Linked DNA regions of Mus musculus: region 1 is linked to region 2. A link is a contact called in public promoter capture Hi-C data. All regions are on one chromosome and are shown on one strand. The core of a region is the stretch at or near the end of the contact, and the rest is flanking DNA. Distances in the headings are between cores, read along the strand shown. Region 1 holds the start of Atp7b (ATPase, Cu++ transporting, beta polypeptide). Region 2 has its middle 24 kb from the start of Defa21.

Region 1 (3,284 bases), core at 181-2,680, 1.1 Mb after region 2:
CAAAGATAGGGGGCATCTCCTTCTCTGCTCTGGCCACCCCTACCCGGTGTGGGCTGTCTTCACACCTACTCAGCCACCTCTCTCCCTGCCTGTCCATTAACCTACACCCCTCTCATTCCTACACACCAGAGTCTACATGAATTTCACTAACAAGGGACGCTGGATAAAACTGCTGGATTAATTAGTTTCAGAGACCTGAACAAAAGGAGCAAGCTCCAATCCAGCAATCCAGACCTAAAGAAATACGCCCAGTATTAAATTCGATGTCAATAACCAAGTGTAAGGCCAGTTGAATGGCTCGATGAGTGGATGCACACAATCTTGAAGCCCTAGGACCTGTTTGCTGAAAGGAGGGAAAACCAACTCCTGGACGTCTTCTGCTGACCTCTCACGCCTAGATTCTCTCCCCCTCCATTCTTCCCCATATACACATAAAACAAATAAATAAATGCTTTAAAAAAAAAAAAGACTCAAGTACAAGTAGGGCAAGATGGCTCAGTGGGTAAAGGCACTAGCTTTTAAACCCGACGACCCGACACACTGACACACATGGTGGGAAAAGCAGCACTAAGTCCAGCAAGATGCCCCTAACCTCCATCACACACACACACACACACACACACACACACAACAATTCAAGTGCAAAGATCACGTCAACTGGGAAAGAAAGGAAGCAATCGCCATGACCACCCAAGAGGGAACCACCAACAGACTATGGGGAACACCTATGACACTCTGGGAAACAATCTACAAAGTATAACTAATTGGAAAAAAAAAGTTCCGAGAACATAAAACGTGATTTCAATTAAGCTAGACAAAATATTTTAAAACAATGCACAAATCTTCAAGAATTCATCATATGCCTGCGACCTATACAAGTTTCAGTAAGTATTTGTTGATTGAAAACGCACATGAAGAAAAGAAAAACAGACCTGCTTTTCATGTTAAATATTCTACGCTGTTTGCATCTCTAAGAGGCTGCATTAATTAACCCCCTGTATTATTAAATGAATGCCTTCAAGGTACAGGACTTGGATGTAGACCTTTTGAGGAGCATTAGCCAGGCATTAGCGAGGTATTAGCACTCCCAGGAGCAACTAGAGTTTTTATACAGCAAGCCCACGCTCAAGAGCTCTTTAATAAGGACCGGGGAAAGTTCTGGGCTCGAAATCGTTGTACACCAGAGGGCTAGTGGCACCCTTGATCTAGAGGGTTTTCCTCCCGGGTTCTCAGGGGTACGTGTCCACAGTCACGAGCCCTGGAGGAACCGAGGAGAAAAGCGCTTTGAGCAGGTGCGTACACGCTGCGGTCAGGCAAAGGAAACTTACTTTCCGACTGGCCTCTTTGGCTGTGACCTGTCTCTCCTGTTCAGGCATCGTCCCCACAGACGCCAAGTTCTTCCTGGGATCCATCCCCGAGCCCAAAGGTCACCTGGTTGGGGGGAGGGAAGGGCGACTTTACAAGCCAGGGAGAGGAGGCGCGAAGAAGCGCATCCGTGGTTCCTGGGGAACACAGGGCTCAGATCTCCCAGCCCCGGCGCTGCGGACTACGGACAGCGAGGTCCGCGGTGCGCTGCAGATAGGGTGCAGCGAGGACCACAGTCTCAGGACGCCCGCTCCAGCGCAGCCCCCTCTCCACCCCGCGCCCCGCTACTGCGGCCGCTGGGGACTCGCCGACACCTCTGAAAGAGCGGACTCTGTACTGGAAGATTAGCTCGTCGCCCGCCCGGACCTCCCATTGGGTCCCAACCGGCTGGCAGCGCCGCGGTGGGGGCAGGGCTGGGCGCCCTCAAGGGGGCTTCCAGACGGGAGGGGGGGGAGCGAAGTGGGCGGGGCGAGTGGGGTGGGAGGGGCGAGAGAGCCGGCTGTCCATCACAAGCCACGCCCCACCACCGCCACCGCAGCGGCGTGGCCCAAGTGGGATGGGCCCGTGTGCGCCCCGCCTGTGGGAAGCGGCTATTAGGCAACCTGCAGGAAGGCGTGTAAGCGGGGGGCGTGGCTAACGGCACACGCTTCCTCAGGAGCCAATAGGATAGAAGAACAGGCAAGCGCTTCCGGGCTGTGAGAGGGGAGGGTGGGATAAGATGGCGGCGGACACTGGGAGCTGGTGCGTGTACGCCGTGCTGCGGTGAGGATCTGGTGGCCTGAGCTCACGAGGGCGTGGAGGGTTTGGAGGCAGTCCAGATAAAGTCTGTAGAAGCGCTTTCTTCGTGCCTCGGTTTACCTCGGTTGTTTCGCATGCCGATCAGCTGTTTTCCTTAACTGGCTACCTGCTGCTTCGTAAACCAGTTGGTTGACTCTCTGCTACTTGACCATCTGTTGATTTCTTCTTTCCTGGTTGATGTTTAAAGTTGTAAATATATTGGTTTTGCCTTTGAGATACATATCGTTTCTTATGTAAGAATTACATAAAGTTGGTAGAAATAAACAGGAATGTTAACCACCCGGTGGTCACTACTATTGTAATAGTTCCATATTTCAAAAGTTGTTTCTGCCCTATGAAAGCCTACCTAAGTTCATATGTGTTTTTGTTCAGGTTGAACATTTATAGCTAGCGAAATAGCGTTCTGAAGAGCAGTGGATACATGCATTCTTGCCAGAGTTTGTATTACATCTTCCTTTCTGAGCTGTCTGCTTCAAGGTCTGTAGTGATTGCTAAAAATATGAATAGGCTAGTTTGTTCTAGCACATTCTTGGCCTTTTCCCGATAAATGGAATGCTGCCAGCTCTGTACAGTGTACATTGTCATGAGTGACTTTCTGCATTATAATGGTCATTGATAAGTAATTCAAAGCTTTGGATTACAGTTACCTTTCTTCCAAGCATTTGGTTTAAATATGGGTATGTATTGGCTAGGAATCAAGTGTTTACCTAACATCTTTGAGGCCCTGAATCACCAGTCATCACCACTAAGGGGAAAAAAATTAATTTTTTTTGTTTTTTTGTTTTGTTTTGTTTTTGTTTTTCGAGACAGGGTTTCTCTGTATAGTCCTGACTGTCCTGGAGCTCACTTTGTAGACCAGGCTGGCCTCAAACTCAGAAATCCTCCTGCCTCTGCCTCTCAAGTGCTGGGATTAAAGGCATGTGCCACCACCGCCCGGCACTTTTTTTTTAAATAATTTTTTTAGCAGACTTAGGAGCTACAGAACTTAATATTAAGCAAGTGTGTAAAAAGTAAACCTTAGTTTGTAGCTGACTTTTTAAATTGACAACAGGTTGATTTTCACCTTTTATTTATCTCAGGTTTTTCTATTCACTCTTCTTTCCTGGACTGATGATATGCGG
Region 2 (3,673 bases), core at 720-3,219:
CTTGAGCTTTGTTCGGGGAGATAAGAATAGATCAATCTGCATTCTTCTAAATAATGAACACCAGTTCAACCAGCACAATTTGTTAAAAATACTTCCTTTTTCCCACAGTATAGTTTTAGATGCTTGGTCAAAGTTCAAGTGACCATAGATGTGTGGTTTCACTTCTGGGTCTTCAATTCTATTCTACTGATCTACCTGCCTAGCACTGTACAAATACTATGCAATTTTATTCGCTATGGATATGTAGTAGAGCTTGAGGTCAGATAAGGTGAATCCCAAGAGGTTTGTTTTGTTTTTTTGTTTGTTTGTTTTTTGAGAAGAGTTTTCCATATCCTGTTTGTTTGTTTGTTTGTTTGTTTGTTTAAACCCAAATGAATTTAAGAATTGCTCTTTCTAACTCTATGAAGAATTGAGTTGGAATTTTGATGGGGACTGCACTAAACCTGTAGATTGCTTAGGTCTAGAATGGCCATTTTACCCGTATTAATCCTGCCAATGCACAAGCATGGGAGATGGAGCAGCTTGGGACAGGATCCTTCTGGTTTACATCTGTGCCTGGAGTGGACCCTGTTCCACAGCTCTCCATACACAATTTCCTTCCAGAAAGAACTTTTCTCCCAGGAGGGCTAACATACAGGAATGCAGTAGGAACAAGACCCAGTCAGAGTCAGCAAGACCAGCTAACACCACAGATAACCGATGGGAAGAGGCAAGGGCAAGAAGATAAGCAAGAGAAACCAAGGCTTCTTGGAGTCATTGGAACCCAGTTCTCCCACCACCACAAGCCTTGAATACCCCATTACACCAGAAAAGCAAGACTCACATTGAAAATCACATCTCATGATGATGATAGAGAACTTTAGAAGGGCATAAATAACTCCCTTAAAGAAAAACAGGACCAGGGCTGCTCCTCCTATTGATGTGCAACAGTGTAGGGGAATAACAGGACAGGGATGGAGGAGTGGGTGAGATGGTGAGCATGGGTATGTGGGATGGGAAAGGAAGGTTTAGAAGAGGAAATGAGAAAAGTATGTAATGAAAAAAATAGAATAAATAATAAAAATGAATGATGAATATAAAAATAATGAAAATTAAAAAATAATAAAAATAAAATAAATACAGGAGAAAACAGGAAAAAACAGAGAAGCCTTTAAGAGGAAACACAAAAGCCCCTTAAAGAATTATAGGAAAACATAAACAAACAGGCAAAGGAAATGAAAAAAAAAATCCAGCATCTAAACATGGAAATAGAAACAAGAAAGAAATCACAAAGGAAGACAACCCTGTAGATAGAACACCTAAGAAAGAGATCAGGGTTCATAAAGGCAAACATCACCAACAGAATACAAGAGATAGAAAACAGAATCTTAGGTGCAGAAGATACCAGAGAAAACATTGATACAGGGCCCAATAAAGTTGGCTCATGCCTTTAATCCCAGAATTTGGGAGGTAGAGGCAGGTGGATTTCTGAATTCAAGGCCAGACTGGTCTACAGAGTGAGTTACAAGGCAGAGAAACCCTGTCTGAAAACCTCCACCCCCAATCCCGGGAAGAAAAAGAGAAAAAATCTCCTAAACACATCCAGGAAATCCAGGACACAATGTAAGAACGAAACCTGAGGATAAAGAAGAGAGCAAAGATTCCCAAAATAAAGGGCCAGTAAATATCTTCAACACAGTTATAGAAGAAAACTTCCCTAACCTAAAGAAAGAGATGCCCATAAACATACATGAAGTCTACAGACCTCAAAATAGATTGGGCCAGAAAAGAAATTCTTTTTGTCACATAATAGTCAAAACTCCAAATTCAAAAAAAAAAAAAAAAAATGAAAGAAAGTGTACAAAGCCGCAATATACACGCCATCACTAGATGGCGCTAAACCTCCATTGTGCCAAACCGATCTCTTTGTTTAGATCAAGATGTGTTGTGCACATGTGCAGGGAGCAAAAGCCCACCAAAGTCACTAGCCCATCCCCAGGGCGTATGAGATCGTGGGTAAAGCTGCCAGTCCTACATAGACACGTCACACCAGGGGGTATTTAAGCCATACACGTTTCTGAGCCTTTTAGGTCTACCTCATCATTATGAAATAAAGATTAACTACAGAAGGATCTTTTGTTTTGTGCATGTTTTTCGCAGGCAAAGAACAATAGTGCAGGACAATTTGGTGCTGAAACCCGGGAATTGCCTCACCACTGCCCAGCGCCAGAGAGGGGCCCTCCGTCCAAACGGAGAAGATCCAGAACCCTAGTGGGGAAAGGTAAGCTTTGAGAGACATGTCTGGCTTTAATTCCTTTAATCCCTCCCCTCAACTGGAAGGCTGTAGTGAAAGCTTTTCTTTTCCTGTTGGCTGTGTTAACCCTATTCCTCCTGGTTTTATCCTGCACTCATCAGAGGTGGTGCTGAATTTTGACTGCTACTAGGCACGGTCAGACGAATGTATATAAGCCGAGGTGCTTGTCCTGTATTTAAGCCTCTCCTGTAGATAAAGGAGAAGTATCGGAACTTCACATTCTGTGATCACAGCACTGCAGTCTGTCATAAAGCAGCGTGAGATAAAAGTTTCTACAAGTGTTGCGCGCGCTCAACAGGCCAGGAAGAACGACGCTGCTACAGGATCCTTCTGCACACGTTTATTCAGTCCTGTTTCTTCTTTTTTATATCTCCCTTGTTTATATCTCCCTTGTTTATATATCTCCCTTGTTTTTATATCTCTCTTGTTTTTATATCTCCCTTGTTTATATATCGCCCTCGTTTTTATATCTCCCTTGTTTTTATATCTCCCTTGTTTTTATATCTCCCCCGAACCCTGGGCCTCTCACTCTTTTATACTCTCAGTTCCCATCCACGCACAGCAGGCCACGCCACCTCGCCAGTCACGAGGCTTCAGCTAATCAGGGCAGCAGGGGCATATCTCCACCAAATTGGATTCACCTGTATCCTGGTACACCTGCGCAGCACTCAAGATGTTTGTGTCTTATATGAGGAAGTCAGGTGCAAGTCATATGACTTAGCTACAGTCCCTGGCGCCTTTAGGACTGCCGCCACACCTGCTCCTAACATCTCCCCCTTTTTTCTTTTTTGGCAGAGAGAATGTCTGTAGATAGCCCCCCGCAGCCATGCCCCTTACCCGTCCTTGGGTGACAAACAGCATTGGTTTGATCCCTGTCTTAGGTTGGTGACATGCCCAGGGAGTCTTATCACTGACTACCTCTCTATTATGCCAAGCCACACCTGGGGAGATTGTGTTTTGCTTGTGGCAGGTGCATCAAAAGGCCAGGATGTTGATTAATCTATGGCCAGATCTTAATTGCTGCAAGCAAGCCTCATGGGTGAAGGTAGAGGTCTGATCCCCAGTGTGCAAGCATAGGGGCCCTACACAAAACCATCCCTTAGGCTCATCACCCAGAGAGGTCTTGGCCAGCTCCCGTGTCGTTTTTCCTGGGGGAAGGGAACTAGGACACTGAACCTTCATGCAATCAGACATGCCTTCCACAGGATGCCAACAGCAAGCTATCCTCTGTGCAGTGCTTAGCCTCGCACCCCACGGCATAACGCAGCATAATTTCTTTTAGAGCAGCAAACCGAATCTGAGGAGATTGTCCCGCCTCCACTGCAGCAAAAGCCTACGCTACCATGGCGAAAGTGCGGGCCTGCACACGCTGCACCTAAC

The links. Promoter capture Hi-C pulls out the DNA fragments that hold promoters and counts their contacts.
Region 1: a promoter capture Hi-C map of cranial neural crest shows a contact between it and region 2. The contact joins the promoter of Atp7b here to the enhancer-like site in region 2. A contact is called at or near these places in 3 of 39 promoter capture datasets (cranial neural crest, frontonasal cranial neural crest and stem cell-derived epiblast-like cells), 2 of 15 datasets of contacts at CTCF or cohesin (large pre-B cells and pro-B cells) and 6 of 115 datasets of contacts at active chromatin or transcription factors (differentiating embryonic stem cells, embryonic stem cells, extraembryonic endoderm stem cells and 2 more).

Annotation. Positions count from the first base shown.
Region 1 is chr8:22,058,644-22,061,927 of GRCm38.p6, forward strand. It overlaps Atp7b (ATPase, Cu++ transporting, beta polypeptide), which reads right to left and starts at 1,431. Exons shown (of 21, transcript NM_007511.2): 1 at 1,329-1,431. The coding sequence starts at 1,412. It overlaps Alg11 (asparagine-linked glycosylation 11 (alpha-1,2-mannosyltransferase)), which reads left to right and starts at 2,078. Exons shown (of 4, transcript NM_001243161.1): 1 at 2,078-2,127; 2 at 3,243-3,284. The coding sequence starts at 2,084.
Region 2 is chr8:20,999,457-21,003,129 of GRCm38.p6, forward strand. No RefSeq gene overlaps it. Among named protein-coding and RNA genes, the nearest start is that of Defa21, 24 kb to the right of the region's middle. Within about 2 kb of position 1,970, at least 3 of the 459 cell types and tissues checked have an H3K27ac peak or open chromatin away from gene starts, as enhancers often do.